2 separate regions of the Macaca fascicularis genome follow, and region 1 is linked to region 2. Evidence: chromatin contacts called from public Hi-C data. All regions are on one chromosome and are shown on one strand. Each heading gives the region's core, a stretch centred on a gene start, on an enhancer-like site or on the middle of the called end of the contact. The rest is flanking DNA. Distances are from core to core; before and after follow the strand shown. Region 1 holds the start of IRF2BP2 (interferon regulatory factor 2 binding protein 2). Region 2 has its middle 160 kb from the start of TOMM20.

Region 1 (6,335 bases), core at 3,533-6,032, 370 kb before region 2:
GGTAACATGAATTCTCGCACAGTAGTAATAATAGATGCACTCATTAAAAACACTATGAAAAAATACTGTATTTGGTGCAGTATCTGATTTTCAAGTGTTAGTAACTTGACCATTAAAAAATATTTTGAACAATTTAAAAAGGAAAGACAAACATATAGCTAAAAAAGAATCCAAAGTTGGTAAAAATCTGTATTTTCAAATGAAAATAGAAGCTAGGCTGTGAATCATACACATAAATTCTAGACCTTGAAGCCATAATTCAGCCTAATTATAAGGCCAAGTTACAAACACCTGAACATAAGGATTTAAAAGTGTTCCTGTCAATGTTAAATCATAACAGCACAAAAGAAAAACCAGTATCACTGTGAGACAACTATTTCTAATAATTGATGATTTATTGGTTTTAAAAAAATCATTTTACTGATGCAAAATAGTGATCAAAAGAAATTAGTTTACAAAAAGACTTCTAAAAATATTTTGAGAGGTGGGGCCTATTATATAAAACCCTTAATTTCTTTAATTTCCACTAGTTTATCATTTTTTTCCAGAACAGTATTATTCACTTGGTATTTCAAACACATGTAAGAAGGAAATTACAGGTTTCCTCCACCCACATTTGGGCTGTCACTGATATGCCCAAGGGCAGTCCTGGCAGCACCACGCGGCTGTTACTGTCATTGTACCATACTGTATTCAGCACTCACTAGAAACAGGGTATAGGTGATAGTATCAACAGCAATAGCACTACAGGTAAATGATAAACAAAACAGAAACAAAACCAATCCCACAATCTCCAAGTTCACCTGGACTGTAACTTCTCTTGCAACTCTTTCAAAATAAAGGACAACAGCAACAACAAACAGACCTCTAGGGTGTTTAAAAAGATGAAGTGGCGCTGCAGAGCTGGGCGCTGCTCAAAGATGGCAGTGCCATCTTGTACACACCACCATCCATTATAACCGCCTTCCATCACTGGAATTGTGTCTTATGTAACCAACTAGCATGCAGCATTGTAATCTTACAACTGATCACGTGGACAGTGAACAGCGGTCAACTTTGTCTTAAAAAAAAAAAAAAAAAAAAAAAACCCCAAAAGACCACACAATCCTGAAAATTTCCCAGCAGCACTCTCAGTCATCAGTTATCTCAGGAACTGAACTTTTGAACAAAACAGAGATTCAAAATCTACTTTCCTACTCCTCTGAGGACAATGCTTCAGGGTAAACTGGTATTTCCCAGTGGCATGCCCACTTGACAACATGCCCGTTCACTCATTTCCTTTCCTTCTCCACCACTTGGCCTCCGGCCTGAGAAAGGGGCCAGCAATAAGGAATGACAGACAGTAAGGCAATCTTACAATGTCAGAAAATGTATTTGGCTTTTTTTTTCTTTTTAAAATAAGTGCATACAAATACAGCTAGAAGCATTTCTGATTTGCCAAGTGCTCTAAAAAAGCAGCGCAAGTCACAGCCTACATAGAACGGTAACTGTCACCAGGATAATAAAGCACAAAGATATGCTAATAACGTTAACAAAAGAAAAAAATGCCTTTATAAGTACATACCTTTTGTCGTCAAAAAAAAATATAGAAACACAATGTATTCAAAAAAAAATCAAAATTATACAGCCATGTTTATGAAGTCTACATTTCCCTTGTCTTGGATATATATATATATGGAGATATATATATACAATTCAAGCAGTTTTAATTAAGGGTAATCATTGGGTTTTTCTGAAACCGGAAAGTCACGAGTCTCTCTCTTTTTTCACTTTCACATCTCCAGCAAGGATGGTTGCAATTTCCCCTTGCATAAAGGCCCAGGGGACATTGGAGCCCACAAGAGGGCATTTTTCCCCACTGGGACAATAGACCTCTCCACTAGCTCCCTGCTGTTTGATGCTTTGTCTGGAGCAAGGGAAGCAGAACTTGTGCGAAGGGACGGACGGGCACTGCACAAAATGGGTGTCCTCCAGCCGCTCGTGGCAGAGGGTGCAGCACAGCGGGGCACTGGCTGCCAGAGAGGAGTCCGGGAGGCTGGCAGGGTGCACTGGCTCCAGTCCTCCTGTGTTGCCTGCTCCCTGGCCCCCCACCTCTCTGGGGCCCAGCCTTCTTTGGTTCATAGAGGACGGAGAGGGCGGACTGTTGCTATTCCTCCTGGTAGTGGAGTGAACCTGGTTGGCATCTTTTGAGGCATGACTGCCCCCTGCATTGTCTGCTACTAAGATCAGGGCTGCCATGGGGGACTGGCCATTCTGGGCCGCTTCAGGCGGTGTGGTCCGGTTGGAATGAGGTGAGGCAGTGGGTGGTGGCGGAGACACAAAAGAGGATGTAGGAGTCATGGGGATCTTGAGCCCTTCTGTGGATGTGGACAGCCACGGCTGGGCCTCTCCATTGATCTTAGGGGGCCCGACTTCACCTTCTGGTTCTGGAGAGGGCTTCCTTTTCCTTGCTGTTCTTGCAACTGGAAACACAAAGAAATAAAAGGAAAAAGGAAACATAAATGGCGGTGCACTGAAAGGGATCCTTCCCTTCCTAACCCGAAACAAAACTCGTTACAGAATTCCTCCTCTCTAAAAGCACAGACGGAAAACCCTCCTACGAGTTTCAGGTGCACATACACGCAACTTGAAACATTTAGGCGTGTGGGGTTCTGAGGCAGTAGACTGAAAATAAAACGGAGCCACTGAAAATGGCAGGCTTGTAACTGCCTGTTTTTACACATGCACAAAAGTACCCTAGTTTGCACTGGGCATGTGACTGCTAATGTCCCCCAATAGGTTAAAAGGTGACTAGTGCCCTCATGCTCCCATCCAAGAATGTGCTGGGAAAGGAAAACCCCGTGTCAGAGCGTATCAGCCCAGTCTGACTCATCTCTGTTATGCTGCTTCAGCACATGAACACGTTGCCACTAAGCACTGGTTCCGCCTCAGGCAGATCAGGAAGTGGGGTGTTTGTTGTTTCTGAGCTGGGGTAAAATGGTGAATCGAAAGAACCACCCCTCCTCTGCTCTCCGTCCCCTTTTCTCCCCTAGAACCCCTCACTTCACAGCCGCCCCTACCTGCTTTAGACCCGTTGGCCCCGTTGGCCTCGAAACCCAACAACCTGCCTGCAGTCAGGGCCGGCTCCTTCTTAAACTTGCTCTCGAAGGGCCCCGAGTGGCCGTGCTGGTGCAGCGCCAGCAGCGTGTCGCGCACGGTCTTGGGCCTGTTGACCCAGTCCTGCTCTCCAGACCCGCGGCTCTTGCCCGCACCTTCCGCGCTCAGCTCGGCGGCCCCGGCCGCGGTGGACAGGCTGTCCGCCGGGCCCCGGTGCGCAGGCGGCGGCGGTTGCTTCTCCTTGGCTGCCGCCTCGCGCTGCTCGTGCTCCACGGCCGCGCTGCTCGACACGGATGCCGGCCGCTTGTGGGCGCCCAGGTCGGTGGGCTGCGCGGAGCCCAGGCTGGCGGCCGCGGTTCCGGACACCGCGGCTAAGGAGGCGGCAGCGCGGCCGCCGAGGCCGAGCGCGGTGGGCAGCGGCGTGGCCGAGCCGTTCATGAGCGGCACCAGGGTGGGCGGCACCGCGTGGCCGCGCCGCGGGTTCGGGCTCTGGCGATTCAACTCGGGAGGCTCCTCTAGCTTGGAGAAGCCGTTGGGCACCAAGATGCCGTTCACGGGCGGCGGCTGCGGCGTCGGCGGCTGGGCCAGGCTCGCGGCCGGACGACTGCCGCCGAAGTCAGAGCCGAGGCGCGGGGGCCGCTCGGCCGCGGCCGCCAGGGGGTAGCGCTCCAGGGCCTGCGGCGCGCGCGGGGCCGCCTCGGGGCCGCCGTGGCCGAGCTGCTGCTGCTGCTGCAAGAGGATGTCCTTGGCCGAGAGCGGCGGCGGCTTGGCGGCGGCCGGGGCCGCGGCGCCGGGCGGGGAGCGACCCTCCGGGAAGCAGCCGTGCGCCCGCTTGAGCTGCCGCGCTGTCTCGATGACGAACTCGACGCGGTCGGCGCCCTCGTAGTTGACGCAGCCGCGGCACACAGGTTCGGTGAAGTCCCAGATCATGGCCCAGGGCATGCGGGGCAGATCACACAGGTAGCACGACTGCCGCCGGGACGCGGCCGCCACCGCCACCGCCGCGGCCATGTCCGAGGAGCCCGCGGCGCCGGAGGAGGAGGAGGAGGGGGCGCCGCCGCCGCCCCCCACCGGCACCACGCGCGCCCTCCTCCCCCCCCAACCCCGCGTCTCCCCCACCAGCGGCGGCGGCGGCCGCAAAGGCGGCGGCGGCGGCGGCAAAGCCCGCGAAGGCTCGGCGCCCGCGCAGCGCCCCCGGTGCACGAGGGGCGGCGGGCGCGAGGCGAGGGGCTGCAGCCGCGGCAGCAGTTCCCCCCGGCCGGCGCGGGCGCGGGCGGGCGGCGCGGTGCGGCGGTGCGGCGGGCGCGGCGGCGGGGGCTCGGCTGGAGCCGCGGCGGGCCTCCAGACCGGGGCGAAGACGGGCCGCGCGGGCGCGGGGGAGCGCAGCAGGTCGCGGCGGCGGCCGGCACAGTGTGCGGGGCGGGGGGCGGGGAGGCCGGGGGGGCAGGGGGCGGGGGGCGGCCGCCGGGGCAGGCTCAGCCCGAGCGGCGGGGCATGCCGCGCCGGGGCGGCGGCGGCTGGGCGGCGTGGAGCTCGGGTGCGGCGCAGGCCCCGGGTCGCTCCGCCGCTCTCTCACAGCTCCTGGCGTCGCCGCTCTCCAGCGCCAGCGTCAGCGGCCAGCCCGCCTCAGCTCTGCCGCCGCCACCGTCGCTGCTGCTGCTGCCGCCGCGGCCGCTCCACTTCTACAGACTTGATTCTTCGACAGTCTCGCACAGCGCCTGCGCGGGCCCCCTCCCCTCGGGCGCGTGCCCGCCCTCCCGCGCGCGCGCTCCCCTCCCCCCTGCGCGCCGAAGGAGCGCTGTCGGGAGAGCCGGCTCTGTGGCGCCCGCCCGCTCGCGGGGCAGCGCGGCAGCGCAGCGCTGGTGTCCCCTCGGAACACGGCGCAAAGTGGTCGTGTGCTTTTCCTCCACTTTCCCTCACTTCACGCCCCACCCGGCTGTCTCGACCACCCTCAGGATGTTTTCCCCTGGTGTGCCTCTGGACCAAATCGTGCTAAAAGCCATTTCTTTTTCTTTTATGCAAGGCCACTTTGTCACTTGGTTTCCGTCAGTCTCCTGAGAATGGGGATTTTAGGTCTAGCGTGGTTCACAGTTCTGGTTTTTTAGGAGTTATACTTGAAAGCTCAATGTCGGACACAAGAGCATGAAATCCGTCACTGGTGCTTTGCATTTGCATTTGTCTTGGGAAGGACATACCCGCCGCCTGCCCCTTTTACTAACTAGGGAGAATCTGGATGTTCCCAAGCCCAGCACCACGTGCACACGCCGCCAGCTGGCTCGCGCGTTTTCCACGGAGCCCTCTGGAGGGGAGGGAGCGCGGTTCGGATTAGCAGCTCGCGAACACCAAGTGCTGCTCTTAGCCCCGTCCAGCCCGCCCTGTTCAGCTAGGGCCTCGCCGCGCCAGTTGCCCCGGCCGCCTTATGTAGGTCTGCGCGGCGGGCGCGTGACGTGGACTCGGGACCGTGGGCGGCCGCCGCCGCGTGTGCGCACGCTCCGCGCAGACGTGCCTCGGCGCCGCTGGCACTAGGGCCTCGTGGAACGAATGCACATTCCAGGGATCCGGGGTGTACGGCCAGCGCGACCGCGTCACAGCGCAGGCCCCACCCCCTTCGGCGAGTCTGGGCGTCCAGGCGCCGCCCCGGGCCCGAACTTGGACTCGAGGTGGCGGGAGGCGCGGGCGCGAGTCGTGGGGGGAAGTCCTGCTCGCCTCCGCGGGGTCCCCGCTGGCCGTGGGGGCGACCGGCTGGCTGGCTCGCCGTCGCGCAGGGCGGGCCGCCGATGGGGGCAGACTTGCGCCCTATATGCCACCCAGGCTGGGGTAAGCCCAGCCCAGCCGCGCGGCCTTCAGCTCTGCCACCGTTGGCAGCCTCAGACTCAGCCCAGACTGAATTGAATGCTTGAGTTTCGCACTTTTATCGGGAGGAGGAGCTGGTGTGTGTTATGGTAAATCACTTTGGGCTGGTCGTTAGTCTCCCTAATACACGTAGGCTTAGTCGCTCTTCAATTGGGACTTTTACACTTCAGCTCTTTAAGGGCGGCCTCTGGGGCTGCTTTTGTTGGGAACACAGGCCCACAACTCTCCCTTGAGACTGGAATGAGCTGGTTAAGTGTGGGAAGAACAGGGTACTAATTATATTATCTTTCCTACAACTGGATTGGTAGGTGGAGAGAAAAAAAAAATCCTGCTGACGTTTCTCTCTAGTCGTTGCTATTGAAAATACCAGGTTGCTTCAAAGGATT
Region 2 (7,098 bases), core at 1,438-3,937:
AGGCCCTGAGTATATATGTCCCTGATGTGCATACCTGCCCTGTGAGGGACATCCTACTATCCCCTCACTTTTTCAAGGGAGAAAAACTTAGACTTCAAGAAAGAGTTATTTTGCCACAGAGCTAATAAAGTTGGAACGTAGATCCGACTTATTCTGCCTTCTGCCCTGAAGACTCTTTTACTCTCGTCTTCCCCAAAGTAGCAGCTTTAGATCTGCCCTAAACCAAGCGGCAATATCAAGGTTTCTACTCATACCGGGAGACGGGGAGGGTTTATCATCTGCAGGATCCCAGGACAGCCATCGCTTCATTTTGTCTTAGCCAAATCACTGTTTCTGGCTATGAAAGTCTAGTAATAAACCGTGGATGACACTACCCAATGGTGGCTCTAATGCCGCTAAGATAACAAAAATAGCCAAAGCATTTGCAGAAGGGCTTAGCTGTAGGGCAGCTGAAGGTACTTGAGTTTCCATCACACTCTCAACATGCTACCATTGCTTATGTACATCCACGCTTCTTTTTTCCATTCAGGGTTGCTAACTCCATTAGATAGTTCTTCTCTGCCACTTCCTCTAATATTATCTTCCCATAAGATGAGGAAAAGAAACACAACAAACTCGGCCCTGCTCAGCCACGTGGTCCAGCCCATACAGGTCTGTGCTGCATATAAACTTGTGGCTCCTTGCTTAGCCTCACCCCTGAAGTGCAGGAAGATTCCCCAGCAACTCATTTAATCTTTCTTTACTGCAGTTTCTTTATCATTAAAATGCAATGTTTGAAGGCCATGGCTGAAGTAGCCAAATAATATTATCCAATTAAAGTGAAAAGCACCATATAAATGCTACAGAGGCTAAGACTTAAATAGCCACATATGGTTTGGGGAAAAGCACTCCAGTGCATCAGCTAGCAGTAAAAACATGCAGGAGCGAAATGATCTGGCTGGAAATGAACTGCAAACTGATAAACATTTAGTTGCTAATGCAGTGTTTATTATTTTTTACTAGGATAAAAATTAACTTGTGCGGCCTTAGCCAGCAAACACATTGAACTCTACCATCTGGGTAGTGGAATCGGTATTTCTGTAGCCTCAGGTTACAGGTGACTGTTGCCAGATTTGAGTTTATTAGCAAATAGGTCCTGGTGTGTCCGGACAACGGAACCGCGGGATGCTTCTGGAAGCACAAACACGCCAGCGAACCAAAATGTAACATTCGAGAGGCAGCTTAGGGCCGCCCCCAACCAGACGCAGAATCCTGTACTTCCCAAAAAGAGGTTGCTACTTGTGTAAAGAATCGCCTTCAGCCTGCGAAATCAGCCAGGCATGCAAGGCGACAACCTCTCGAAGAACCAGAGGTTCGGGCAGCGCGGGAACCGAGGGCGCCTGGAGCTGGGAGTGGGACGCAGGGGGCGCGCAGGGCGCGGGGGCGAGCCCGGACCAGCGGGGCGGACGCCGGCGAGACCACGTGACAACGCCAGCAGCGGCCGCAGCGGCCCCAGCTGCAGACGCCGCCGTCCTCTCCCCGGGGCCCTTTTCCATGAGCTTTGCAAGCAGCTGGATCAATTTTCTCGAGCCACAGCGCCCTACACAAGCACGGTCTGAATTATTACTCATGGAAATCCCCTCTGTTTCATGGAATCAGGTAGCTTTCAAACTCCCAACAATTAATGGCCGTTTTGGTCAAAGGAAAATAGCAAAAAAACAAAACAACCCCCACCCCAACCCACCCCCCAGAAAAACCCAACCCAGACTGCCAGGCTGAGGGCTTCTAAACAGTCCGTTTGGTTTCTAGTAAATTAGAGGGAGTGGGTGGTTGAGGTACAAGTAATGCTATCCTGTAGAGTGTGGTCTTCTTTGACGTCAGCAAAATGTTTCTCTCGTGTTTCTGCTTCTTTCCCTCTCTCCCTCCTTTTCCCTCTCCACCCTCCTCCTTCCCTCTTTATGTCAAAGAGACAGATGACATAGGGTAGCTGTGGAAAAGTGCTCATAGTTTTGCAACATAGCTCACAGGCTCAGAAAAATTCCCACATTTTAAAAAATGAAGGGTATTGTGGGAGGTGGGTAAATTGGCAACACAAAAATACATGCTACCCAGGGAAGGAAGGGGGAAAGGCTGCTGGGAAGTGCAGTCACCACCACTGGCGGTACAGTCCTCTCTCCATCCTGCCCGGTTAGCAGCTCCGTCTGAGGGAACATTCTTCCTGTGGGGAAGAACACAGCCTAGCTCCAGCTGGCCTGAAATCGGATCCTGGAGAGCATGCGCCCTCCTCCCTGGCTACTGTATTGGTGGGACCCATCCCGGGCTGCTGAGCCAGGATTTCTCCTGGCTCTGCTCCCCCTCACCCCGCTTCCGCTACAGTTGTTTTTCTCTACTCATCAAAGGTAGCAACAGCTGCCCCCATGGGTTAGCATAGAACTTTCTAGAATAAGGATTCCAAGTCTAGGCAAACATTTGTAACTTGATCCTGCAGTATTTTTGTTTCCCTTCAAATTGCTTTTGTCAGCCCCACTGTTTCAACAGGGGCAGCCGTGAACACCCTAGGGGTCTGGCCCGACAGCCACAGGGTGAGGATTGGTGGAGTGGGCCACTCCCTTTGTGGCTGTGAATTGCCATTTGGTCTGTAGAGTAATGTGACTCTGACATTCTTTGCCCAGGCAGCTCTTCAAAAGCGAGAATCTGTCCTGACCTCGCAGGTTCTGACGTGCTGACTGCCAGTGTGGTTTCAGGCAGGCGGAGAAAGGAGCGGGGCCCAGGGTACACATAGGCCTGGTTTTCTCCGTGTGGGGTGTACTGGCTCCCCCTCACCCCTTCCCTGATCTAGACAGCAAGGGCATCAGAGGACCTTGGAACAGGGAGCACTTTGTAAACCAAAGCCTCTAAATGCTGCAGACACCAGGTTCATGTGAAAAGCAGATCTGCCATGGAAAAAATACATGCATGAGAAAATGGAGCAAGGTCACATGAATCTACTCAGAAATGAGACCTGGAACCTGAAAAAGAACCTCTGTGTGTGTGTGTGTGTGTGTGTGTGTGTGTGTGTGTGTGTGTGTGTGTATTGGGGGAGGGATGGGTGCATAGCAGCGTCACAAGCAGATAACGTAAGAGCACAGCACACAGTAGATATTTATTAGGTTGTGCAAAAGTAATTGCGGTTTTTGCCACTAAAAGTAATGGTGAAAACCGCGATTACTTTCACACCAATGTAATAAGAATTGGGCAGATGAACAAATGAGCAAGTGAATGAACTACAGGAATAAATAGGTTTAGAAAACAAAGCACAAAAGAGCTGAAACTTTCTCAGGGGTGGATGGGGGTAGAGCTGCTGGATCCGTTTGGAAGAGAACAGATTTCTAAAGTGTAAATTTTAGAGCACTTTGTCAACCAAAGCCTCTAAATGCTCTAAATGCTGCAGACACCAGGTTCATGTGAAAAGCAGATCTGCCATGGAAAAAATATATGCATGAGAAAATGGAGCAAGGTCACATGAATCTACTCAGAAATTAGACCTGGAACCTGAAAAAGAGTGTGTGTGTGTGTGTGTGTGTGTGTGTGTGTGTGTGTGTGTGTGTGTGTGTGTGTGTGTGTGTATTGGGGGAGGGATGGGCACATAGCAGCATCACAAGCAGATAAGAGCACAGCACACATATTTATTAAGTTGTGCAAAAGTAATTGCGGTTTTTGCCACTAAAAGTAATGGTGAAAACCGTGATTACTTTCACACCAATGTAATAAGGATTGGGCAGATGAACAAATGAGCAAGTGAATGAACTACAGGAATGAATTGGTTTAGAAAACAAAGCACAAAAGAGCTGAAACTGTCTCGGGGGTGGATGGGGTTGGTGCTGGATCAGTTTGGAAGAGAACAGGCTTCTAAAGTGTAAACCCAAACCAGGAGTCTGCCATGATGACTGATGATAATGACACTCGGTAACAAGCTTGAACACTTGCCACATGCTAGACACGGTGAGTGTCTGACACACGTCATCTCAGCTGGTTCTCATAGCAACCCCAGGAAGTAGGAACTAGGTTAAGGGTATGCCAACTCTTTGGGGCACCAGAGAAGAAAATCCTGGACCCGAAGGGTTTAGGAAGACTTGAGGCAGATGTCTCCGACCAAAAGCAACCCATGTGTAACTCCAAGTTGGCAAAGTGGGCCTTTTAGTGGCCCTGCCTGCCTAAGTCTGACCTCCACTGTAGTTTCTGCCTGCCTTGGTCACTCTTGAGAGGAGACAATTGCTCTCCTGCTGACTTACTGTGCAGAGACCCTGAGGGGGCCAAGGGTGGAATGGCTCTGATCCCAGGCAGCAAAAGTTGGCCTAACCGCCTCCTCCCCATTGCTCCTTCCTTCCCGCAGAAACTGCGGGAGGGGAGGGAAGAACTGGCATCCCTAGGCTTCAAGGGTGGTTCCTTTGTGCTTCCGGCCCCAGCCTTACTGGGCAACCGCTGGGCTCTTGAGGAAGCACACTCCAGTTTTCCAGGACATTAAGGGGACTCAGATTGCCAGAGTGATGCCAACGGGCCTGTCCTTGGTGGCCTCCACGGACCTTCTCTCATCTTTAAGAGTGCAGGAAACTTTGGTTTGACCCAACTGAAGCGCTGGTGCTTCGCAGCTCTAGTTCATTAAGGCTGAGCGGGCTCTCTTTTCAACATCATCGCAGGGATCATTTTCTTCCACCTCACGTTTCCTCTCCTGGAAACGCACCTTAGTTATTTTTTGGTCACTTCAGGGGAATTGTCTCTCCTTCATGGTCTACACCATTACTCTACTGAATTATTCTTTCTTGCAAACATGCTGTTACAGCCGTGACATCACAGATGTGCATTTAATATAAACACTCCTCCCGGGGCATGATTTGAAATATCCCCCTCTCATGTAAGATGCTTCCCTGAGAGGCGGAGTGGGGTGAGGTGGGAGGGACTTTGGAGGAGAAGCTTCTGCTTGAACCCAGCTGGTTACCCTCTGAACACCAGGACAGAGCGGAGTTGGCTGTCAGCTTGAACTTCTTGCCCACTCCTCACTCACCCTGGACCCCCATGCCCATACGTCCCAACAGATTGGATTCCTATTACCCACCCATGGACATGCCATTAAAAATATGGAATATGAATAAGCTCCAGAACACACTGGACTCTGCAACTCAGCGCATGTGTGATCAACTGGAACAAAAGACAGAGCCCTTAGCCACTGCCAAGTGGTTTAACAAGGGCGTTGAGAAGCTGTTTGGCTAACAGCACACAGACCAGTCTGTGCTCCCGTGATGGGAGCAAAGATGAAGCAGATGCCCTCGTGGGCACCTGACACAATAAGTTGCCAGCCCCCCCTAAACACACACACACACAATCATGACCTCCAGTGTCCCTGAAAGGTGGCACGGGTAACAGCCAGTGCATGCTCTCTAGTCCTGGCCAGCTGGAGTCCAAGCCTTGGATAATAATACCTCCTTGATGGGCTAATACAATGTTTATAGCACTTCTGGCTTCTGGTAGGCCGCTTTTTATTGTTGGCAGCAACAGTGTTTACAGTGGCTTGGTGCTGAAGAAGATCACTGCAATTTACTGAGCAATTTTTATGAGCCATGTGTGTTAAATACATTACCTCTACTCACATTAGCCAGCAAGGTAGGTATCATTATTCCTATTTTACAAATAAGGAACCTGAGCTTAGAGCAGTTAAGTCATTTGCCCAAAGTCACATAGATAGTGGCAAAGAGATGGTTCCCATTAAGGTAATCCATGCCTCCTTCACAGCGCTGTGCTGGCCTGCATGGAAAGACAGGTCCACACAAGCAGAGCTCCTACTGCAGGGCGACACAGAGTAAATCCAAGTGATTATGCAAAAGGGCAATGGCCGTGTGTGTGTGTGTGTGTGTGTACACCCTCAGCTCAGGACAGTGCTTTTCAGCGGCACACAGTCCGCCAAAGGCCCATGTTCAAAACCCACCTACTGAAAAGCTTGATTCTGACCCTCAGCCCACAGCAAATGTAGGAAATAAACAAAGGGCATTCATAAAGACTAGGGTTCACATGCAAAGTTCCTGTACATAATAAAACACAATAAACCAAGCGGTCAAAACCACTGGAAAGCATCAGTAGACATTCAGGTAATGATACATTTATTTTAAGCAATCAGAAAGGGAGAGCAAAAGGTAAAATCACCTTCTGCATGGGTAGAGGTTTATCCTTGCCCCTTCTTTGAGGTAGAGTTAACAAGCCCAACGTGACTTGAACAAGGAGAAGGAGGCTCTTGCAGGTCACTGGCATCCACAGATAAACAGTAATGGAAGTATGCCTATGGGGATAAGTGGGTTTTAACACATCGGCTTTGACTGGTGACAAACACCTTTTTGCTCTGTATCCCTCCACGCCCCCTTTAGCTTTTCCAGGCCACCCTTGTTGAGAAGCCAGTATTCTAGAAGTTGAAGTGGCCTTGGATGTTGTTCTCTGCTGCAGCAAACTTTCCTTGCTGAATCAGACCCCATAAAATATCAACTATGAATCACACACAAGTAAATGAGCCGCTATTGGGAAGAGAGATAATGGGGTGATATTTATCAGTGGCTGAATCTCAGCAAATAATCTCAGCATTGCCTAATCACTGGTCATGTTCGTGTACGTTACCTTCCAGATCACTGCATGGTAGCTCTTGGGATGGTTTCTGACTGTCAATATTTACAGGAACCAGGCACTTAACACAGACCAAGTGGGCTGGATGTCTCCACGGATGACTCATGCCAAATGAAGCCTTTTATCGAAGGGTCACTGCTCTGAATCCTCATTGGCTGGAGCAGATTGGAAGTGATCAGGTCACTGAAAAGCATGTACATGGCTATGGGCTCAGTTCAGTTCTCTGCATGTACCAACATTTATGAAATGAAAGCATAGAAGAGCGCAAGGATTTGAGCGCGTGTAGAGCTGTAGTATTTGTTTGTTTTTATTGGCTAGCTAGTAAATACAGCTCTGGGGCTAAGGGAAGGTGGCAGTGAGATGGCACTAAGAGCCCACATCAGTCTCCACTTGCAGCGAGATTCATAATAAATACCCTTGAGTGATAGGAGCCTGCATCACCCCAGACCTACCTGAGAAGGCGTCTGCACATCAGCC

What was found. Hi-C and Micro-C count contacts between places; a contact is called where the count stands out from the background.
Region 1: a Hi-C map of liver shows a contact between it and region 2, with 4 times the contacts expected there. The contact joins the promoter of IRF2BP2 here to the enhancer-like site in region 2. A contact is called at or near these places in 2 of 2 Hi-C or Micro-C datasets (liver and skeletal muscle).

What each region holds. Positions count from the first base shown.
Region 1 is chr1:14,523,642-14,529,976 of T2T-MFA8v1.1, reverse strand. IRF2BP2 (interferon regulatory factor 2 binding protein 2) reads right to left here and starts at 4,782. Exons shown (of 2, transcript XM_005539751.5): 1 at 3,060-4,782; 2 at 1-2,462. The coding sequence starts at 4,107. The coding sequence ends at 1,747. It overlaps LOC141407064, which reads left to right and starts at 3,575. Exons shown (of 9, transcript XM_073994398.1): 1 at 3,575-6,335. The coding sequence starts at 4,106. The coding sequence ends at 5,092.
Region 2 is chr1:14,149,925-14,157,022 of T2T-MFA8v1.1, reverse strand. No RefSeq gene overlaps it. Among named protein-coding and RNA genes, the nearest start is that of TOMM20, 160 kb to the right of the region's middle. Within about 2 kb of position 2,687, at least 5 of the 6 cell types and tissues checked have an H3K27ac peak or open chromatin away from gene starts, as enhancers often do. A contact at or near this core is called in liver, where this site is marked.